Linked DNA regions of Zea mays: regions 1 and 3 are each linked to region 2. A link is a contact called in public Hi-C data. All regions are on one chromosome and are shown on one strand. The core of a region is the stretch at or near the end of the contact, and the rest is flanking DNA. Distances in the headings are between cores, read along the strand shown. Region 1 holds the start of LOC103647935 (pentatricopeptide repeat-containing protein At3g18020). Region 2 holds the start of LOC100502357 (basic leucine-zipper 52). Region 3 holds the start of LOC103647945 (probable apyrase 2).

Region 1 (3,630 bases), core at 425-2,924, 440 kb before region 2:
CGCCTTCTCGAGCAGCCCTGCATCGCAGAGCCCTTTGATCACCACAGTATGAGTCACAGGATCAGCAGCAACCTTATTGGCACTCATTTCCTCAAGCACCTGCATTGCTGTATCAACTTGCCCAACGCCAAACAATCCCTTGAGGACACAGTTGTAAGTAACGACAGTTGGAGAGCACCGACGCCTAGGCATCAAAGAGCGCAGTACATCAAGGGCTTGTGCATGATCACCTGCACCCAGGTATCCAGATATGAGTGTGGTAAAGGTGACAACATCAGGAGCACAGAACTTCCCGCTGAGCATGTCGTCCATGATCCTCCTTGCCTCCTGGGTCCTCCTGGACTTGCAGAAGCCATGGATGACAGTGTTCATGGTGATCACATCCGGCTTGCATCCAGCCTGCAGCATAGAAACAAGCACACCAAGCTGCTCGCTCGGGTTGTCCACAACACGCAGTGCCCCAAGAAACACATTGTATATCCTTGTCCTGGTCTCCTCACCCGCATCTCCACCACTGTCCTGGCCACACTGGACGGTGGGCTGCAGCATCAGCTCCAGGACATCCTTGGCCTTGGCGAGCTCATTCTCACGGCACAGCTCGTCCACGAGCACCTTGTACGTCACCTCCCTCGGGCGGTATCCAAAACTCGTGCCTTCCATCACCAGCTGGTGCGCTCTTAGGCATGCGCCAGGCTTGGGCATGGTGCACAGCCCGTGAACAATGCAGTTGTAGGAGACGGCGCTCGGGCATATCCCTCTCTTCCTCATGATGTAGACGATCCTGGACGCGCCGTGGTGCTGCCCGGCCTGGCACAGCGAGTCGATCATCTGCGCGTACGCGAAGTCGTCGCCCACGCCGCACCGCCGCTGCGGCATCTCCTCGGCGACCCGGAACAGAACGTGGAAGAACCCCTCGGCACAGAGGCACTGCACGAGGTTGGCGAACGCCGCGCTGGTGACCTCCTGGTCCTCACGGAGCCGATCGCCGCCCGCCGCGCTGGGCCAGAGGGCTGTGTCGACGACATCCATCGCCGCGCCGACGTCGCGGGCGCGGAGGAGCGCCTTGGCAAGGAACGTGCGCGCGAGGGAGGTGGGCGGCACCCCGCGGGCGGGCATTTCGTCGAGCAGCCTCTGCACGGCGCGAGCGTCGGGCGCCCGCGCGTACCCGTCGAGGAGCGCGGCGTAGGACAAGGCGTCCGGAGCCGCGCCCATGCGGAGGAGGAAGCGGTGCGCCAGGAGCACGTGCCCCGCGCGGCAGAGGTGCGCGAGCAGGCGGTTGCGGTTGGGGAGGGAGGGCGCGGGCGCGGTCGCGGCGGCGGGGAGCGCCTGGAGGAGGCGGAGCGTGAGGAGCGGCGTGCGGGCGCGCAGGAGGCGGATCAGGAGCGCATCGGCGGCACGCGCGTGGAGACGGCTCGCCGGGGAGAGGAGGAGCAGGGACGCGCGCCGGTGCGCCTCCGCGGAGCGGCCCGACGCGCAGAGATCGTCCACTAGGCGGAGCAGGTGGTCCGGGTCATGGTGGTGCAGGGACGGCAGCGGAGGGCTCGCGGCACGCATCGCCGTCGCTGGCTCCCTAGTCCTTGCTACACCATAGCGGACGGACGCTGTCTCCGATCAGTCCCAGTCCCAGTCCCAGTTCGTCGTCGACGACGAGGGAGGTAGCGGCGTGCAGTTGGCGGGCCATAAGTGATTAGTCGCAGTTGAGAGGCCGAAATACTTGGAGGCCCTGCAGCGGTGCGTGCACCCAGGGCCCAGGACTCGAAGCAGCCCAAAAGTTATTGGGCCACACAAGTACAAACTAGGGCATGTTGGATTAGAATGGAAAGGGCAGGCTGCAGGCAGCCTGGTGGCCCATAGGGGCTGCCTGGCCGGGTAGAGATCCAGGCCCAGGTTGACCGATCACTGCCGAGGCGCAGCGCAGGAACCAGGAACAGACTGAGTGCTGACACAAACATGGTGACGCCGAGTGACAGTGGCGCTGGTGTTGCGTCTGCCTGCCCAGCACTGCAGTGACCACCGTTGCTTGGCTGCCCTTTCGCAGTTGCCCTAGGCCATTGCTCGGCGCTTTGCTTTCGCGGAATCCGACGCGGGCGGTGAGACACTGACATGGTAGTGGTGGTGACACGGAGTAGACCGACAGACTCGACGCACAGCCATCAGGCGCTCGATCAGGCTGCCACTGCCTCTACGACCTGACGCACTGCCACTCCTAGCACTCCACCATCATCATCACTTCGTCAGGCCGGGTGTCATATCACCCAATCTAGCTGCAAAGTGCAAAGCTTTTTCTCCCCCTTCTCCGATCCGCTTCACTGCATGCAGCTCTTTGCTTGCATGGAAATGGAGAGCAGTACGTTTCTGGATTCTGATTTCTGAAGGTAGCGATGCAGAGACATGCAGTGCAGCCAGCAGTGGTAGTTGGTTGGTTCTCCGACTGTGAATGTGAATGTAAACCCCGTCAGATCAATGCGCCCCCGCGAATCCCGGCCGGCCGGCCGGCTTTCTCCTTCCTTCCTTCCTTCCTTCCATGGGCTGATGGGCCAAGCATGGCTGGCTCGTCCGTGGAGGCTAGCTAGCTATGGTCCCCCGGGAAACACGCATGGCGATCGGTGCACGCATCATGCATGCAGATGCAGTAGTGCAGTGCCTGACTGACCTGCGAGTTGACGGCCGGCCTGACGGGCCTGTGATTCGACCCAGCTCAGCTGCCTTTGCGTGTGCGTTTCGCACTTGCATGCTTGCTTTTCATCCATCTCTTCAGCCTTCATGCATGGCTGCCGTAGTGTCAGGCTATGGAAGACGACGATGGCCAGGCGCTAGCTCGGGAAACTGAATGAATTGGACTGTGCTATGGTCTGCTGCCCGAGCCCGACATGGGAAAGGAAGGCGGCCATGCATGTGCATCCATGCTCTTGCAAGTACGTGCGCACTCCTCGCCTGTTCTGCTCGTTGTTCCTTCCCATGCATGCAGATTGCAGCATGCTTTGTGACGACGTCGCCACAGTGGAAATGTTGCGTGCTGCATGCGCTCTATATATCATCTGGTGCTATATATGGCCATTTGGCACTAACACGATGGGCCAGCCCAGTCACGGCACGAAAAAACACGGTCCAGACACGACCCGGTCCGGTTAGTATAGTGTCAGTGCCTGGCACGACACAGCTATAGTGCCGTGCCTGGGCCACTATCTCGATCCGTAGTGCTGGCACGGGCACGACACGATTACATTTTTTATTTTAAAAATAATAGTTTACATATATTAAGTATAAGAATTCAACATATAACACAATAAAACTATAGCTGCACTGGTTAGATAGATGCGTTTAAGCCTTTTATGCACTAGGTTGTGAGTTCGAGCCCCTATAACTACACATTTTTTTGTTAAATTCTATAATATACTCAGATGAGCCATAGTGCCACCGCGCCGGCCCGGCACGACTAACAGGCTTATGGGCCGTGCCTGGGCCGCGGCAGCGGTACACCGGCCCATCTGAACACGGCACGCTTCGCTAGCCGAGCCTGGTGGTTAATATACTCAGATGAGCCATAGTGCCACCGCGCCGGCCCGGCACGACTAACAGGCTTATGGGCCGTGCCTGGGCCGCGGCAGCGGTACACCGGCCCATCTGAAA
Region 2 (4,144 bases), core at 1,523-4,022:
CAAACAGTTGATAAGGACAGATGAAAGTTAACTTCCTAAGTTCAAACATCATGGGTACGAATACAAAGATCATGAATTATTTTTTGACAGTTTGCCTACGCTCCAGTAACTTAACAGAATCTTCTCATTGTATGTTCTTCTGCCTGTCATCCAAAACTTAATCAAACTGTTGCTGCAATCCAGGGGCAATTGTACCAGCCAGCAGTCCAGCACAATGTAACCCTAAATTATAAATACAGGCTTACAGAGCTTGCTTGTAGTGCAAACTCAATACTAATGTCCAGTGCAGTTAACTGAAACAGGAAAAATATACTTGTGGTGTGGAGGCACATTTAATAGTTCTACATCACAAGTAAAACATCGATACTAACAATGTTTATGTGAGTAAAACTGTCTATGCTATCTCTGTTGCATCAATGATTGCCAATGGAGCAGTGTATCAACAATAACTATTACCAAAATCAACGAGGACTTGAGGTCTTGAGGAGAACAAACACGGAAAAACAATTGTATGAATTATCATAAGAGAAACACTATCATATAGCTTGCCCCTAATACAAAGTTTTGGCAAACAAAATCTAACCATCTCCAGTGTAACTTTAATATACGCCAAAAGGGAAACGATAGTTGTAGCATACAATTTTGAGCTAGAAAGAACCAATTAGAAGTATGCCACACTAACTTATTGAGAATATTGAAAGGAATCTAGATAACGCGGAGTGCCCAGCGAGGAAAACATTGCAACAAAGCAAATAGATGTTGTGCCCTGCCTTTTTTACGTTCATCTCTATTTATTTAAGACTAAATGACCAAAAGCAGCTTTAAGTACCAAGACGTGTGTACAACATGGAGAAAATGCCACAAAAGCAATTCACGTCGATGACATTATCCCGCCAATTTCGACTTCAACCTTCTGCTTATTTGAGACTAAACAACATGAGACACCTTTACAAACTAAGGCACTAACTAAAATGGGGGCAGACCTAGTGCCAGAGGGTCCCACATAAGTGGGGTCTAGAGAAGGGATAAAGTGATAAACCACACATGAGTGATAAACCGAGGCAAGACTTCACTATAGATGCTAGGGCTGGAAAAAAGCTCGAGGTTCGCGAGCTAGCTCGAGCTAAGAGCGGCTCGCGAGCCGAGCCTATTTTTTGAGCTCGTTAGAGCAGCGAGCCGAGCTGGCTCGTTTAGGCTCACGAGCTATGCCAAATTAATCAATTTGCAAAATAACAATAGACATTGTATAATTCTATAGATAATAGACTCATTTCTTAGCTTTTTATGATGAATATATGACAATTCATAAGTTAAACTACTCATGATATTGAATTATGATTTTATATTCCACATTTATATATTTTTAATTTATTTTATAATGCAATAATATTACCAAGGTGCGGTGCGGCTCGCGAGCCAACTTCGAGCCGAGCCTGATTCTTGAGCTCGGCTCGGCTCGTCTCGTTTCCACTTTCCAGCCCTAATAGATGTGGAGAGGTTGCTTCAAACCTGCGACCTGGTGATTTAGTGAGACAGCTCTCACCACTGCACCCACCAGGCCTTCCCTTCGATTAAGACACTAACTAACGAAACAAAAAAATGACATCTCAATAACTTCTAGGGTCAGTTGGAAACATGCCACTCAAAATTTTGAAAAAAAAAAATAGAAACTAGTTCATTTCCATGCCACTCCATGGAGTCAAAATGAATTAGACGTCTAATTTTGTAAAAGTTAGGTGTCATGCATACAATAAATCCTAACTTTTATGGGTGCTTGCTTTCACTTGGAAAGAAACCTAGTACGCGACAAGGACGAACTAGCTATCCAATTCAGTTGGTCACCTTGCTGCAACCCTATCCAATAAGCTGCCTTTCATTATCCAGATGATTACAGATGACGTCTCAAGTAGTTGGCAAGACTTACAGGTGGCGATGCTTCTTTTTTCATTTTGATGCACGTAATATCAAAAGTTATTAAGCATTATGCGTCTTTTTCATCGATATAGATCACAAAAAGTAGGAATAATCTCACCTGCAACCCTACCAACCAAGCAACTACCAGTGCAGTGGTACCTAGTAGTGCCAGAATGCGAGGACGGTGGCAATGGAAGTATGGTAAAGGGCTAAAGGCGTCACCTTTTGGCGCGCTTGGGGTCGATGGCAGCGAGCTCGGCAAGCTGCTCGGAAGACATGGCCTTCTTGGCCTCCATCACCTCTCCAAACATGCCTCCGCCGCCGTCCTGCTGCCCGGCCAGGCCACCGGCGGCAGCCCCCATCCCGAAGCCGTCAAAGGAGGCGCTGTGGCGGTGCTTGGCTGGGCGCGGCGGCGAGGAGGTCTCGGCGGCACGGTCGCGGTCGGCGCCGGCGATCTTGTCCATGTCCATGAAGGTGGAGAAGAGGTCGTCCTCGGAGCCGATCTCGTCGAAGCCGCCGCCCACGCCGCCGGCCAGGTCGTCCGAGAAGCGAAAGGCCACCTCAGATCTGGCGCGGCGGTGGTGACTCGCGCGCGGCGGGGGCAACCCGGCGGCCGACGGCGCAGGCGGCCCGCCCGGGACCGGCGGCAGCGGGCAGGGCAGGTTGAGGTTGGGGCTCCGCGCAGGCGAGCGCTGCGGCGGGTCGCCGGGCTTCGGCGGCATCGCCATTGCGACGGGCAGGTCCGCTCCTCTCTGCCTCTCTCGCTCTCTCTGGTCGGCTACTCGGCTGGGTTGCTTGGCTAGCTGCTCTGCTAGCTACTAGCTAGGCAGTGGCGTGTTGGGTTCTGAAAGAGAGTGCGGGATCTGGGATTGGGAACGAAGGAGGTGGGGCCCCCGTAGTCATGTGTACCTCACACGGACACAGGACCATGTCGTCGCCCACGGGAGCGGCTGGCTTCTTTCCTTTCGGGCTTCACTGGGCTGGACACATCTTTTGGAGTAGAGTTTTTTTTTAGAATAATAAATGGGCTGGATGAACCTGACCTGTGGTGGGGGTGCAATGTTGCTCACAGGCCAGCCTTGGAGCAGTAAAAAAAGGAGCAGCTAATCATAAGTTGTTTTTTTTTGACGGTTTTGAAACAGCTGAGTTATATTTTGTTCGAAAGAAAAATGTGTTAAAATATTACATGGAAGAAGATCAGAAACAATCAGGTGAACCTAGCCTTTTTTCCTAAACAAAAAACAAGCATGTCTTGGATCGGAGTTCTATTAGAAAAAAGTAGTGCATTTTTGTTACCACTTCAGATTGTACATACCAAAGGGGAGTACAATTTTGGAGGGTCTAAAATTTTTGTTTCCTCCTTTTGGGTTGCGCAAGACTGATACTTTCAGCACCAGTAAAAAGAACTTGCTCTAGACTGATACTTTCAGGTTCTCACTCTGTATGAGTTATTGAAGCCAATGTTTAAGCGTCAGATTACAACACCAACCAACACAAGCCTCATACGTACACGTAAGTTACTCCCAGCCTCCAGGAGAAGCAGCTCCATGAAAAAAAATCACGTCAAGTAGCGGCGGCAGCGACGGCGTCGTCGTCGTCGTCGGCAGCCTTGTCCTGCTGGTTCTCGCCAGCCTCGTCGACGGCCATGGCGTTCGGTTCCCGCTCTGCCGATGCTGATGGGACGAGGCCCTCGTTGGACGTCCGCTCCTCACTCTCCACCAGAGCCGGAGGAGGGACCGTGGCCGTGCTGGAGCTGCCACCACCTTGCTCCCCCACCAGGCTCGTCAGGCCATTCTGCTTCATGTAGTTGTCAAGCGGCCGGCCCGCCACTTCCAAGAGACCCATCATGCTCACCGGCCGGGGCTGCTGCTGCGCAGCCTGGACGGCAGGGGCAGCAGGGTGGAGGTTGAGGTCGACGTCGATGTGCCCCTGCTTGTTCACGTCGGACACCTTGTCCAACATGGTCGCCGTCACATCACTGTTGTCTCGGGTGCTGTCAAGCGTCTGCGGGGATCTCGACAGGCTGCTCCCCTCAGGCTCGTCTCTGTTCACCCATGCGATCTTCTTGCCGGCCTCCGCCTCCTCGCGCTCCGACTGCCGCTGCTTCTTCCTCATCATCAGCGTCTTGAACCGGCGCCTGACCGTCATGCACACGTTGCAGGTGCACGCGGGGCTGTGCTTCGGGCCCTTGCCGCTGGGCGGCTGGATGCACACGATGCATGTGCAGCCA
Region 3 (3,641 bases), core at 858-3,357, 310 kb after region 2:
GTTTTCTTGAGAGTTTTATCAGGTCAATAATAGTTCACATCACTTGAACATGGATCACGTTTGATATCGAAAGATTCACTACTTTGGATGGCGACATTTTCTTGTCTTATATGACGTTTGATTTCTAGAAACTAACTTTTAATCACTTTATTTTATTCATTTTAGACACTAAATTATTAAATACAGAAGCTAAAATAAATTCTGTATTTAGCAATTTAAATTTAGAAATTTAAATGGAGGGATTAAAAATTAGTCCATAAAAATCGTATAAGACCTCCCATAGATAAAAAAACAAGTATATAAAAAATGTAATAATAAATTAAACTAGGACTCAATTAGCCTAGCGAAATAAATTGTCTAAACATAATGTTAACTTAAACTATAAACATAATGTTAACTTAAACTATAAAAAGTTGTTAAATTTGGTTATGGATAGTGTCTACGGAGTTAATCCTATATAAGAGCTAGTTTGAGAACTTCATTTTTTTTCCAAATGATTTCTATTTCGCTAGAGAAAAATAAACTATTTTTTCTTGAGAAAATTAAAACCTTTTCAAAAAATGTGGAGTCTTAATAAATATTTTGTGCCAGTGTTTTTTTGTTCTCTCGAAGGGACTCTACATGAACAACGCCGATGGCAACAAACGGTAGCGAACCAGAGCTCGATCGTAGCCTAGGCAAATTTCATTGAGCCAAGGCAAATTTAATTAAACAAATTAAATTGTGTGTTTTGAAGCATGTTCTACAATAGTAGAAACATAAGACTGCAGCGAGCCTGAGCATGTGCCTAGGATCGCCGGGCTCTGGATGTCAACAAAGAGATTAGAATTTCCAAAGGAATGACAACCAAATGAACCTATAAATTTTTTTATGGCAACGAGGGGGTTCATAAGATTTTGGTAAGAAAAGGATTATATAGTCCCCACCCACCCACACACTTTGATTGTCTTGGAGGCTTCGATCCGGCCGTCAAAGTCAAAATCTTGTGACGGCACCACGTGGCACGTGCCCTGTTGCCACGTGTGGAGATCCGGGAAGTTGGGGAGGTTGACCCTTGACGTAAAATCAAGGAATCTGGAGCGCACGGTTTGGGCCTGGGGATCAGCTCGCAGGGGGAGTTCTGGGTTCTCGTTGTGGGCCGCGTGGTGATCCCGGACAGTTTGCTAGCGGGCCAACAAATGCGATGTCGCTGATGGAATTTGTGGTCACGCTGCTCCGCCCATTACGCTCCGTTTTTTAGAGCCTTGTGCATTTATACAGAAATACTAATAGACAAATTATTTTTAGTTGTGTTGTTAGACCGTGTTTAGAGCTAATAGTTAGTGCTAAAAATTAAAGGTAGAGATCCCGACCTCCAACTAATTGGTAGCTAACAATTAGTTTATTAGCTCTGTTTAGCTAAACAGGGCCTTAGAATGTTAAAAAAAACTCGAAGAAGCACAGGTCAGAATGTCATCAGTTGGGTCTGTTGGTTTATTTCTCCACAAGGATGCTCTGGAGCAGCTTCGAGTGCTTCTTGGATACTATTGCAAGCTCAATTTCTCTCTTCGACGCTAGCAGGGAAGCTCATGCAAGTTCAGATGCAAGTGCTCTGTCATTCATTGCAAGTTCAGTGGTTATCCAGTAAAGTCTGGCTCCAAATTCTCATTGCTAAGGACACGGGTGCTCGAGCTGATAAGCATGGACATTCAGATGCATGCAGAAGTAATTAATTGTCTTACTCTGTGCTTTGGCATGTGGACTGCAGCAATGGGGTGCACATTTGTGTGGTTATGGGATGCCAACATGAGCTAGACTTCATCGAAAGGATGATTCAAAAAACACGCGGCGTGGACCCAGCCAGCATGGAGACCGACGGAGTCCCAGTCCCGGGCTTCGTATTCGTTCCACGCCAGCCAGCCGCAGCCCTTCCAGCCCGGGAGCGCCGGCCAAACTCTGAAAGCGAACCCAGGTCTCCTTCAATTCAACACGATGCGCGCCTCCCAGAAGGCGGAAGCCACCGGCGCCAGCACGGCGAAATCGGGGCGGGCAGCAGCAGGAGCAGCACGCACCGTCGCAGCGCGGTCAGGGCCAGTATAAAAACGCCGTCGCATTCCAAAGCCGCCGGTTTCCACACACCACGCCACAGCCAGCCGGGGGTGGTTCGGCATCGGCTTCGGCAGGCAGAGCACTTTCCATCCGGCCCTCGCCTCCTCGCGCTGCATCTCCCCTGACCCCTGTGCCTTGTCCGCCCGCGGCAGATCCTGAGGCGGCTCGCACTTCCGTGTTCCGTCCGCCGCGCTTCCCTTTGCCCACGCCACGCGATCCCAATTTCCAAACCCGAGCGAGGTCAACTCAAAGTACCCGCGCCGCGCGTACGCCATAAACGTTGCCTGCCGCGTCTTCCGACCGTCCCCCACGCCACGACGCAGTCGCAGCAGATCCACCACCGACGCGCGCGCCGCGCGCCCCGACGCGGAGCGCTGGATCCCGCGCAGCAGGAGGCGGCCAACCCGTCGCCGTCGCAGTCTCCCCCGGCCCCCGCAAGCGGCGGCCGCGGCGTCCGCTACCGCACGCCCTCGTCCCCGGACCTCCTGCTCCTCCCCGCCGACCCCAAGATGCGCCGCTACTCCGCGCTGCCCAACGGCGGCCGCCAGGAGACGCTGGCCGACCGCGCGCACCGCTACCGGGGCGTCTTGCTCGTCGTCCTCGCCCCGCTCGCGCTCGTCTCCCTCGTGCTCCTCCTCATGCCGCGCTCGCCCGCCGGCGCCACGGCCGGCGCCAGGAGGTCCGGCCCGCCCGGGGCCGACAAGTACGCCGTCATCTTCGACGCCGGGAGCTCCGGCAGCCGCGTCCACGTCTTCCGCTTCGACGCCAACCTGGATCTCGTCCACATTGGCAGCGAGATCGAGCTCTTCGTCCAGGTACGCTATGCCCCGCGCCGGTGATCCGTTCGCCGATTGGATCTGGATCTGACTCGCGTCTCCTTCCGCCTGCAGATAAAACCGGGGCTTAGCCACTACGCCAACGATCCCCGGGAGGCCGCCGAGTCGCTCGTCTCTCTCCTTGACGATGCCAAGCGAGTGGTGCCCGCGGAATTGCGCGACCAAACTCCTGTCAGAGTCGGGGTGGGTGGCACATCGCACCAGTTGATTTTGTTGTGCTTGATAGTGTTCTTACTGAATTATTTAGCTTCCTTCTCCTCCATCCTTGCGCAGGCCACCGCAGGGCTGAGAAATTTGGGTGCACAAAAATCGGAGGCGATATTGCAAGCGGTAAATGGTTCTTTTAGTATAACATTTCAAGGATGCATTCATCAGTGGATGTAGCATGGTTTCACTAAGTGATTTCTTTTGTTGTTGTTTGATTATGACCATGATCAGAGCTTTCGATTAACTCTGATGGCATATCCATAACTGGTGCAGGTTAGGGACATTCTTCGCGAAAAGAGTTCCTTTAAAAACCAACCGGATTGGGTTACAGTTCTTGATGGAACGCAGGAAGGTGCATACGAATGGGTATGATGCTTTTCTTCTCCATTTGTTGCTGCTCTAATTCGTAACTTTGCCAGCTGATTCTCAGAAATGCTTCTCACAACTCAATGTGGCCAAGGCTTTCGATTGACAAGATTAGTTAGTGTACCTGCATTCTATTTTCATTGG

Evidence for each region. Hi-C and Micro-C count contacts between places; a contact is called where the count stands out from the background.
Region 1: a contact with region 2 is called in a Hi-C map of tassel, with 2.0 times the contacts expected there. The contact joins the promoter of LOC103647935 here to the promoter of LOC100502357 in region 2. A contact is called at or near these places in 3 of 25 Hi-C or Micro-C datasets (ear, leaf and tassel).
Region 3: a contact with region 2 is called in a Hi-C map of leaf mesophyll, with 2.0 times the contacts expected there. The contact joins the promoter of LOC103647945 here to the promoter of LOC100502357 in region 2. A contact is called at or near these places in 3 of 25 Hi-C or Micro-C datasets (bundle sheath, leaf and leaf mesophyll).

The regions. Positions count from the first base shown.
Region 1 is chr2:223,344,111-223,347,740 of Zm-B73-REFERENCE-NAM-5.0, forward strand. It overlaps LOC103647935 (pentatricopeptide repeat-containing protein At3g18020), which reads right to left and starts at 1,675. Exons shown (of 1, transcript XM_008672436.4): 1 at 1-1,675. The coding sequence starts at 1,554.
Region 2 is chr2:223,778,772-223,782,915 of Zm-B73-REFERENCE-NAM-5.0, forward strand. LOC100502357 (basic leucine-zipper 52) reads right to left here and starts at 2,773. Exons shown (of 4, transcript NM_001196835.1): 1 at 2,137-2,773. The coding sequence starts at 2,642. LOC100216901 reads right to left here. Exons shown (of 12, transcript NM_001359517.1): 12 at 3,187-4,144. The coding sequence ends at 3,478.
Region 3 is chr2:224,084,777-224,088,417 of Zm-B73-REFERENCE-NAM-5.0, forward strand. It overlaps LOC103647945 (probable apyrase 2), which reads left to right and starts at 2,108. Exons shown (of 9, transcript NM_001353419.1): 1 at 2,108-2,903; 2 at 2,979-3,107; 3 at 3,198-3,254; 4 at 3,405-3,497. The coding sequence starts at 2,598.